2 separate regions of the Anser cygnoides genome follow, and region 1 is linked to region 2. The links are chromatin contacts, called in public Hi-C maps. All regions are on one chromosome and are shown on one strand. The core of a region is the stretch at or near the end of the contact, and the rest is flanking DNA. Distances in the headings are between cores, read along the strand shown.

Region 1 (4,291 bases), core at 825-3,324, 46 kb after region 2:
CCCATGTGCCCACGCTCCCGAGCAGCTGCCGTCCCCCTGTCCCCATGGTGTCCCCTTCCTTGGCGTGAACGGGGGGGCCCGGGACCCCCACCCAGAGCCCACCAGCCATAGCGGGCAGGGAAGGGAGAGCCTCTCGGCGGGATGGAGGCCTTCCTCTAACTGCCTGTTGAATTATTCAGGACTGGCATTAACTTATAAATGAGTGTGTTTGACTGATTTTGTGGTTGATGTACAGATAAATTCTAATGAAAGACAGCTACAAGATTTTAAATTATTAATTAGACTGCCACTTAACAAAGCCTATTTGGCACTCTATTTCCTTGCTTAACAAGACAAAAACTTTAAGAATAGGGTTTGGATCAGCCCAGAGGCTCTTCATTTGCATTTTGTTTTTCTAGCTCCAGAAATGAAAGCCGTAGATCTTGACCTTAACAGGCTACCCCTGGTGGGATGAAACCTTCCAGCAGCCCCGCCGCCAGCCTGCGCAGGGCTCGGCTCCACCTCGGGCTCCTGCTCCGCGGCCCCAAAACCACGGCTGCTGCTTCGCCTCCCCCCGCGGTGCTCCGAGCGGGATGCTCGGGGCGGGGGGGGCTCGGGGGGGCTCTCCTCGCCCGCCCCGGTTGGGTTTAGGAGCCGAACAAAGCCAGAGCCGGAGAGGAGAGCCTTCGAGCGCGAGGCCCCGCAGCCGCAAGGTGACATTACCCCAGCAGGGAAAGGGCTCCCCGGGGGGGGGGGCAGCGAGGGCTGAGCCCCTCCTGGGGTCGGTGCCTTTGGGTACCGGGGGGGGGGGCTGCGGGGAGCTCGCACCCCGTGCCACCGCGCCGGAGCCTTGCTGGATATATGGCAGTGCCACGGGGTGGGCCCGCTGCTGTGCCCTCCCCAGGGTGCAGGACGGTGACCGGGGGGTCCTGGGGGGGGGGGGGTCCCGCCGTACGGCAGCGCTGCCCCCCCCCCCCCCCCTCCGCCCCAACCTCCCCGGGGCTGGCCCAAGCACGGCGGTGCTGGAGAAGCGGGGTCCCCCCGACCCCCCCGGAGGGTCGGCATCTCCCCGCGTATGATGTCAAAAAGCTCCCCTATGATGTCTCGGGCGGTTGCCATGGCAATGGCGTGATGTCACGAATCTCCTCGGGGGGGGGGGGGGGGCACAAGAGAACGCGCCCCAACTTCCCCGCCGAGCCCCCGGTGCCCCCACCGAGCCCGGTGTTCCCCTCCCGAGGAACGGAGCCGGGCTTACACCGGACACCGACCCCCCCCGGGACACCCCCCCCTCCCCCTCAGCGCTCCGGTCCCCGCCGTGCGCCCCCCCCCCCCCCTCTTCCCCGGTGCAGCCCCGCTGCCCCCGGTCCCCCCCCGCGCTCCCGGTGCCCGCCGTAGCCCGGTGCCTGCGGGACCCGCCGCGCTCCCGGTGCCGGCTGCGTGCGCCCCTCCGGTTCCCCGCGCTCCCTCCGGTGCCGCTCCCCGGGGACCCGGGGGGTGCCGGTAGCACGGCGGCAGCGGCGAGTAGCGGGGGGGGGGGCGGGTTCGCCCGGCGGCGCGGCCCCAACTTCGTCGAGGAGGCAAACTTCGGGAACGGCCCCGGTACCCCCGGTGCCCTCCCGGTGCGGCGCTCACCTTGGCGGAGCATCTTGGTGCCGGTGCGGGGCGCGGTCTCCCGGCGCGGCGGTAACGGCGGCGGCGCTCAGAGCCGCGGGCACGGCGGCGGCGAGCGGCGGCGGCGGTGGCAGCAGCAGCGGCGGCGGCGGCGGCTGCACCGGGAGCGCGGAGCCGGGGCCCGGGCGAACGGCCCCCGGGGGGGCATGGCGGGGCGAGCCGAGCCGAGCCGCAGCGGCCCCGGGAGCACCGGGAACACCGGGAGCACCGAGTCCCGGCCCCGGTCCACCGGGAACCCCCGGCCGCGCCTCTGCCCGCCGCGCGTCCCGCCGCCGGTTTTTAGGGGGGGAGCCGCCCCCTCGGGGCTGGGGCCGCCGCCGCCCCCCACCCCCTCGGGCCGAGCCTATAAAGGGGAGCCCGGTGCCGGTGCCGCGGTGCCTGCAGCGGCGGAGCAGGGCTGGGCAGGGCGGGGCGGGGCAGCGACGGGGCGGGCCGGGCTGGGCCGGGCCGGGCTGGGCTGGGCTGGGCTGGGCGAGCCTGGCCGGGGCCCCCCCTTCCTCCTCCTCCTCCTCCGCCGCCGCCTCTCCCGCCTCCCGTGGACAGTTCGTGAAAGTGCCGCTGCTCCCGGTCCCCGCGCCGCCCCCCCGGTGCCCCCCCCCCCCCCCCCGAGGGCAGAGCCCTCCGTCCCATCGGGTCCCCGCTGTCGCCCCCCCGCCCCGTCGCGCTCCCCGCCGGGTGTCACATCGTGTCCCCGCTGTCCCCAAAGCACCCGCCGGGGCCCCGCTGTCCCCAGCCGCCCCATCCTACCCCCCCTCCGACGGGGCCCCCCGCCCCTTAGCGTCGCCCCTCCGCCCTAACAGAGTGCCCGGTATCCCCGCGGGGTCGCTGCCACCCCACCGGGAGCTCCGCTGTCCCCGCTGCCCCCCCCCCCCCCCGGGTCCCCGCTGTCCCCTCCGCCCCGTCCGTGCCGCTCCACCGGGTCCTTCCCCGGTCTTTGCCCCCCCCCGAGCCCTGCCGGCCCCCCGGTCCCCCCCCCACCCCATCGGGGTCCCGATACCGCACGGGGGTCCCGCTGCCCCCGCCGTGCCCCCCGGAGGTCCCCGCTGCCCCTCGGGGCTCCCTCCAGCCCCGTAGCAGCCCCCGTTATCCCACCGGGGACGCTGCTGTCCCCGCTGCCCCTCGGGGGTCGCTGTCACCCCCCCCCCCCCGTCCCCCTGCCACCCCCGGGACCCCCCGCCCCCTCTCATCCCACGTCTCGCAGCGGGGAGGGACCCCCGGGGCCGTCCCCACGGCCACCCCCCTCCGCGATCCCGCAGCGGTACCGGGAGCGGGCACCCGGTAGCCCGGGGGCTCAGCCCCAACACCCCCGGAGGAGGTGGGGTAGGGGGCGTGGGGGGGGGGCACAAACCCTTCGGCGTGGTTCCCGGCACGGGCTCGGGGCCGCCGGGCCCCCTTTTTGTCCCGTCCCGTCCCGCCCCGTCGGGGCCCGGCCGTGCGCTCCGCCGGGCTCGATGCGGCGGCCGGCGGCTGCTCTGGCCTGGCCGCGCCGCCCGCTCGGGGCTCGGCTGCCGCCGCCTGCCGCCGCCGCCTGCCCCCGCGCCATGGCGGCCCCGGGGAGCCTCCGGTGCGCGGCCACGAGGCCCGCGGCTGCCGCAGGTGGGACGGGGCCGGACGGGGCCGAGCGGGGCCGAGCGGGACGGGGAGGACCGGGCACAACCGGGACGGTACCGGCAGCTTCTACCGGGCCCGGTTACCGGGCGCAGAGCCGGTGCACCGGGGGGGGATACCGGGTTGGGGTTGTGCTCTGCCAAAACGGGTCGGAACCGCGGAGCCGCGACGGTTCTGGGCCTCACCTCCCGGTGCCCGGGGGGGGACCGAGCTCAACCGGGACGGTACCGGCAGCCTCTACCGGGCCCGGTTACCGGCCCTCACAGCCGGTGCTCCGGGGGATACCGGCTTGGGATCGTGCTCTGCGAAAACGGCTCGGAACCGCGGCCCGGTTCAGCCTCCCGGGGCCGCTTCCCCGCCGCACCGCGAGACCGCCCGGCTCCGTACCGGCACACCGGGGCTCATCCCCCGGTCCCCCCCGCCCCCCCCCCCCCCCCGTATTTTGGGGTATTTTGGGTGCCGGTGGCGGGAGCACACCCCCCCACACACACACACACCCCTCCCGGGGGCCGTCCCGGCTGTGCCGTGGGCCGTGCGGAGGGGTCGGTGGCTCACGGTGCCGGTGCCGGGTGACGCTCGCCGGGGCTGGCGGCGGTGAATAATCCCGTGCTGTCACTCCCCCGCCGTGCTCTGACTCCGCCGAGCTGCGGGGGCGGCGGCTGCTGCCGGTACCGGCGGGGGGGGGGGGGGTAGGGGGGGGAAAAAGGGGTGCGGGGGGGAGCTCCCCACAACGGGACGGGTCCGGTTCGGTCGCCGTCGGGTGGCCGGTACCGGGCAGGGGAACCCCCGGTTTGTTTTGGGGTCACGTCAAGGCACGGCGTGGTGCTTTGGGGGCGTAAAACGTGCCCCCCGCCCTAAAATAATTAGTATCGTTGACCTGAGCTGAAATCTGGCCGCTAACGGGGGCTCGGACCCAGCCCCGGGGGTGTCACGGGGCAGCCCGGTGCCCCCCCGGGACATGGTGTCCCCACCCCGGCCACCCCCCGTTGCATGCCCCGTTCCCTCCCGCAGGCCGAGCCGCGGCGCGGCGGGC
Region 2 (4,495 bases), core at 1,732-4,231:
GGCGCTGTCCCGTAATTGAGATGCTGGGTGGCAATCTGCTCCCCTCCTCCGCCTGGAAGTGTTCCACGCAGAACCCTCTAATTAAACAGAAAATGGTTTGTCATGTGTAACTGCCTCTTCTGAATGTAACAAACTCATTTCAAGAGATGCCAACACCGTCTTTATAGCTGGTTTAATAATCTTCTCTTGAATCAGAGAGGGCTCTAACCTCGTATTTCACTTCGCCAGCTGTTTATTTCTCCGCGTTTTTTCTTTCCCCCTTACGCTGGGAATGTGTAGACGACTTTTGTCTTTTTTCTTTCTTTCTTTTTTTTTTTTTTTTTTTCCCCCGGTGTGGAAATCCTCATTAGAGTAACGGAGCTGAAGCCTGCGAAATAGTCTGCTCGGGCTGCTTCTCGCAGGCGCTGCTATTTGCAGTGGGAGCACGTGCTGGCTCTTAGCGCCGAGCCCTGTCAATCAGCAGCCTGTCGCACCAGGAGGGAGCTTGGAGAGCCCCGCTGCCAGCCCCGTTTGCTCGGGAACGAAGGTGTTTAGGCAGTTTACAAAGCTCCCATCTATTCTGCAGACAGATGTGCGTGCCACGGCCGCCCTCTGCACATGCCTATAATAGAAGCCATTAGCTTCCCCGTTAGCCGAGCGCTGCAGCGAGTCGCGGAGCTGCAGCGCGTTCCTAATGCATGAAGTGTGGTCTGGGCAGGACACAAATAGTGTCGCGGATTACCAGGTAAAATTGGCTTTTACCTCCCCCCCCATCCTTCTCAGACAGTTTCCTGCCAAACTTCAGCTTTTAAGTCGGTGCTCAAAGAAATTCTCCCCGCGTAAAGGGCCTCTCGCTGCCTTTTAAATTGGCTAATGTTTGGCAGAAAATCCGAGGAGCTGGTGCTGTTATTTAGTGCCTTCATTTCTTGCTGCCTCAAGACTTCATCTGGTATTCTGGGCTTCTGTTTATTCAGGGCCTGCTGGAGTAGCAGTTGTGTCCGCATCTCTCCTGCCCGTATTTCGGGTCCGTGGGGGCTTGCGGTGGACACTCCCTGCATGGGACGGGTCTATAGCAGGCTTGTTCCTTGGTTAAAACCCATCCCAGTGCAATCCTTGTGTAGTGGCTGCCTGCGTGGTGGAAGACCAGGAGCGGTGTTCCTCCAGCCAGGAATGCTGTTAGCATCCAGCTGGGATGTGAAAATCACTCCTAGGCTTGTATCGCTAAATATTGCCAGCCTGATGCCACCATCTTCAAAAAGGGAAGGAACAGCAAGCTGACTCCTGTCAGTTTGTTACAGCGTATTTATAACTCAAATGCTAATTCCTGCTCTTGACTCATAATAGCTTCTGAATTCTGAATCTTTAAATTCCGGATCTCATGTTTTGAGGCTAATCCATTCAGATAGATCGGGAAGTAGAATTTATAATTTGGAGAAGTAGTGTCAGTCCTCCTTTGCTTCAGCCCGTCATTTCACGTCGGCAGTGGGTCCCACCAGCCCGCCAGTGCTTGACCCCTCTTTATAGACCAGTCAGACCCAACGCGTTCATTTTATCTGACTTGATAGTGCACTTTCCTTCAAACTCTTCTTACCTTGGCCTGTAAGCTTAAGAGTCGCGCTGACTGCCTGTCAGCATACTCGCCCGGCTCTGATTTAACTCATTCAGCTTATTGTGAGCCTTAACCTATTTTCCGCGCTGCCTGCAAGCGTACCACTTCTGTAAAGAGATTAATAAGACCCCCAAAAAAATAAAAATGTATCTTCATTTTCCGATTTCTCCCAAGAAGCACTACGGGCTGGTGGGGTTTGAAGGCAGGAGCGGTGTTAATATATCACCTGTCGGCGGGCACAGCCTTTCAGAGCAGTCCCCGAGCCAGCCCCTGCGTGTCCCGGTGCTCGCGCTGGTGACAAAGCTCCAGGAGCTGCCTTCACCTTGTATGAAGATTTGCTTGACTTGCTCTCATTATGCTTTGGTCCTGTACCAGGCTGTGTGGAGAGCGTGCTCATTACTAAGCGAGATTGAAGAAAAAAAAAGTAACCTGTATCTTGATTAGTACTCTGCCTTTTAATTACCATGGTTGGAAACAATTGCAAAATTATGAAGCGATGGCTGTAAATTTCTCTTTTGAAACTTTAATGCTTCATTTCCTAACTTCTTCCCCAGTTAACTGCTAAAAGATCACAGCGTTTTAATGATGCCTGCTAGTGTCGCTTCCTCCGACTAATGAGGTGTCAGTGGCGTTAGGGACAGGGCCGGGTCCTGAGCAGCAGCCCGTGCCTGTGCCCTGCCTCCGTGTCTGCAGGCGGCTGGAGGAGGTTCGGTGCCCGAGCCAAGGGCCGTGGTGCTCCTCCTGCCCCTGGTGTCCTCCTGGAGGGCTGCTGCTCAAATTCAGCTTTAGACTCCTCATCCAGACCTGCTTGACTATGGTGCTGGGGGCTTCATCCCGCAGAAGTCACCGTGTGCCAGCTGTGCGGCTGCGCCCAGAAATCCCCATTCCAGGAGCTCCGTGCTGTGCGCTTTTTAAGCAGGCTGGTGGCAAACACCTTGCGAGGCACATTCGTTATCCCAGCTTCGCTTAATGCATAAGGCTTGGTGGGGAGGAAGCGGATCCTCTCACCGATTTGTGTTTCTTCAGCTAATCCACCTCCCCAGCTTGGCACGGCTCGCTTTCAGTTGCAATATTGCGTGTCTCAGAGCAGCACTACACACAAGTTTTAATTGCACTACAGAAGTGACTTGCTGCCAATAGTTTATTAGACTTCATGAATGCTCAAACTGAAGAACGGTCTCTCTGGATTAGCATCATCTTCCAAGACACCCTTCTTGTTGGAGCGCTGTCAGATGAATTGATAAAAGAATATTTCTGGATTGAGCAAAAAAATTACTGGCGGGGAGATGGAGCAGTCCTGAGGTTTCCAGACAAATGAGCAAAACCCGGGGAAAGCGGTAATTCTGCATTCAGGACGTCACAGGCATGACAGTAGCTTGGAAAGCCTAGATTAAAAAGGAGCTATTTTTCTGCTGGAAATAGGAGGACGGGATTTGGTGCCAGTCAGGAGCAAAGCCTACCTGATTCAGGCAGGAAGCTCAGTTCACCGAAGCAGTTTCTCCGGGAGGCAGAGTGCAGCCGCGGTGCGGAATCAATAGCCAGCACCCGGCGACGGTGGCAGAAGCATTTCAAACATGCCCGGGATAATTAACTCGGAATTACCAGGTGCATATTTTCAAGACTTAAACGGGACTTAGCAAAGGGTTTCGTGCAGCTACGTGTCTGGGCACAGAGTTCTCAGCGGCCCCGGTGTGCAGGGCAGGGCCCTCGGTGCTGCTGCGAGGGCTGGAGGTGATCCAGCGGTGCAGCCACTGGAATAACCTCTGGAAATAGGGTTTAGGCTGTAAACCTCGTCTTCAGCTGGCTCGTAAGTGCTGCTCATCCTGGGAGATAAGTCATTCCACGCCTGTCCTTAAAAATGACTGGCTCAGCTATTGTCTGCATAAAATCACCTTTGTTTATAGTGCATTCCGTAATGGATCAAGCAGCAGAGTAAAATTTAAATAAGTAATTATTGTGCAGGAGGCACACGCTAAATGGAACAATTTCCCTGGCTGCGGTGCCCTTTTGGCTGCACTCTGAGCACAAGATAACTCCCTGGGGTCTCTCTGTAATCAGGTGGGTTCAAACAGGCAGATTTTGGCAGCTCGCACACCTTTGCTCTTTGAGCACTGTTGCCGTTCCAGATCTGCCTAAGCAAGCTAAAATATCGGCTAAATTATTAACTCAAAAATAAATAGGTAAGAAGAAGAAAGAGAGAAAGGAAAGAAACAAGCCATGGGCTTAGGTGTTCCTTTTTGTTTTTAACTCAGAAAGACAAGAACTCCAGAAACTGGGCTTGGGTTTTGGTCACAGTATGTCAGCGCAAGCATTTGGACCTGCTGTCCCTCCCCCCAGAAATGGACTTTCTGAGAGCCATTGGCACTTCTTCCGGAGCCAGCAGGTGGAGCTTTAAGAATAGCATCCCTTACCAGCCCCATTTGTGCTGGAGCCCACTGAGTGGGAGCTATCTGTGCTGAAATTCTGATTGAATAAAAATTGTTCATTATGCACAGTGTCTGGTTCAGTACACAGAGGCAGCCCCCAGGCGCAGACCCCAAGTAGCTGCTTTCTCTTTCCCCAGATTAAAACATATGAACTGCTTTGATGTAATCTTATAACAAAGCCTAATGGAAATTTTATATCCTCTGAAGTTGACTGTCATTTCTCATTGCCCTGCTTCCTCTGTCCTATTAATACTCCAGTCCAGAGAGCCATAGCTGAACTTGTGCTCTTTTCACTCTCAAACACGGTACGCTTCCCCTTCCATGTTTAAGTTTTTATTTACGTTTAAATACCGTTATATTACATTACAGTATGTTTAATCCCTTGTTTTTTTTTTTCTATAGCTATTTATCATTTTAATGGAATGCTGCAGAATATTACATTGTACAATGTGTTTAAATTGATAAATTGTATTAGAAAAAA

Evidence for each region. A called contact is a pair of places that touch in the nucleus more often than the background predicts.
Region 1: a contact with region 2 is called in a Hi-C map of fetal liver, with 1.9 times the contacts expected there. The contact joins the promoter of RTN4RL1 here to the enhancer-like site in region 2. A contact is called at or near these places in 2 of 7 Hi-C or Micro-C datasets (fetal liver and liver).

Annotation. Positions count from the first base shown.
Region 1 is chr18:7,595,207-7,599,497 of Taihu_goose_T2T_genome, forward strand. RTN4RL1 (reticulon 4 receptor like 1) reads right to left here and starts at 2,075. Exons shown (of 2, transcript XM_066979690.1): 1 at 1,612-2,075. The coding sequence starts at 1,624. DPH1 (diphthamide biosynthesis 1) reads left to right here and starts at 3,114. Exons shown (of 12, transcript XM_066979691.1): 1 at 3,114-3,246; 2 at 4,270-4,291. The coding sequence starts at 3,192.
Region 2 is chr18:7,548,065-7,552,559 of Taihu_goose_T2T_genome, forward strand. No RefSeq gene overlaps it. Among named protein-coding and RNA genes, the nearest start is that of RPA1, 31 kb to the left of the region's middle. Within about 2 kb of position 2,982, at least 2 of the 3 cell types and tissues checked have open chromatin away from gene starts, as enhancers often do. A contact at or near this core is called in fetal liver and liver, where this site is marked.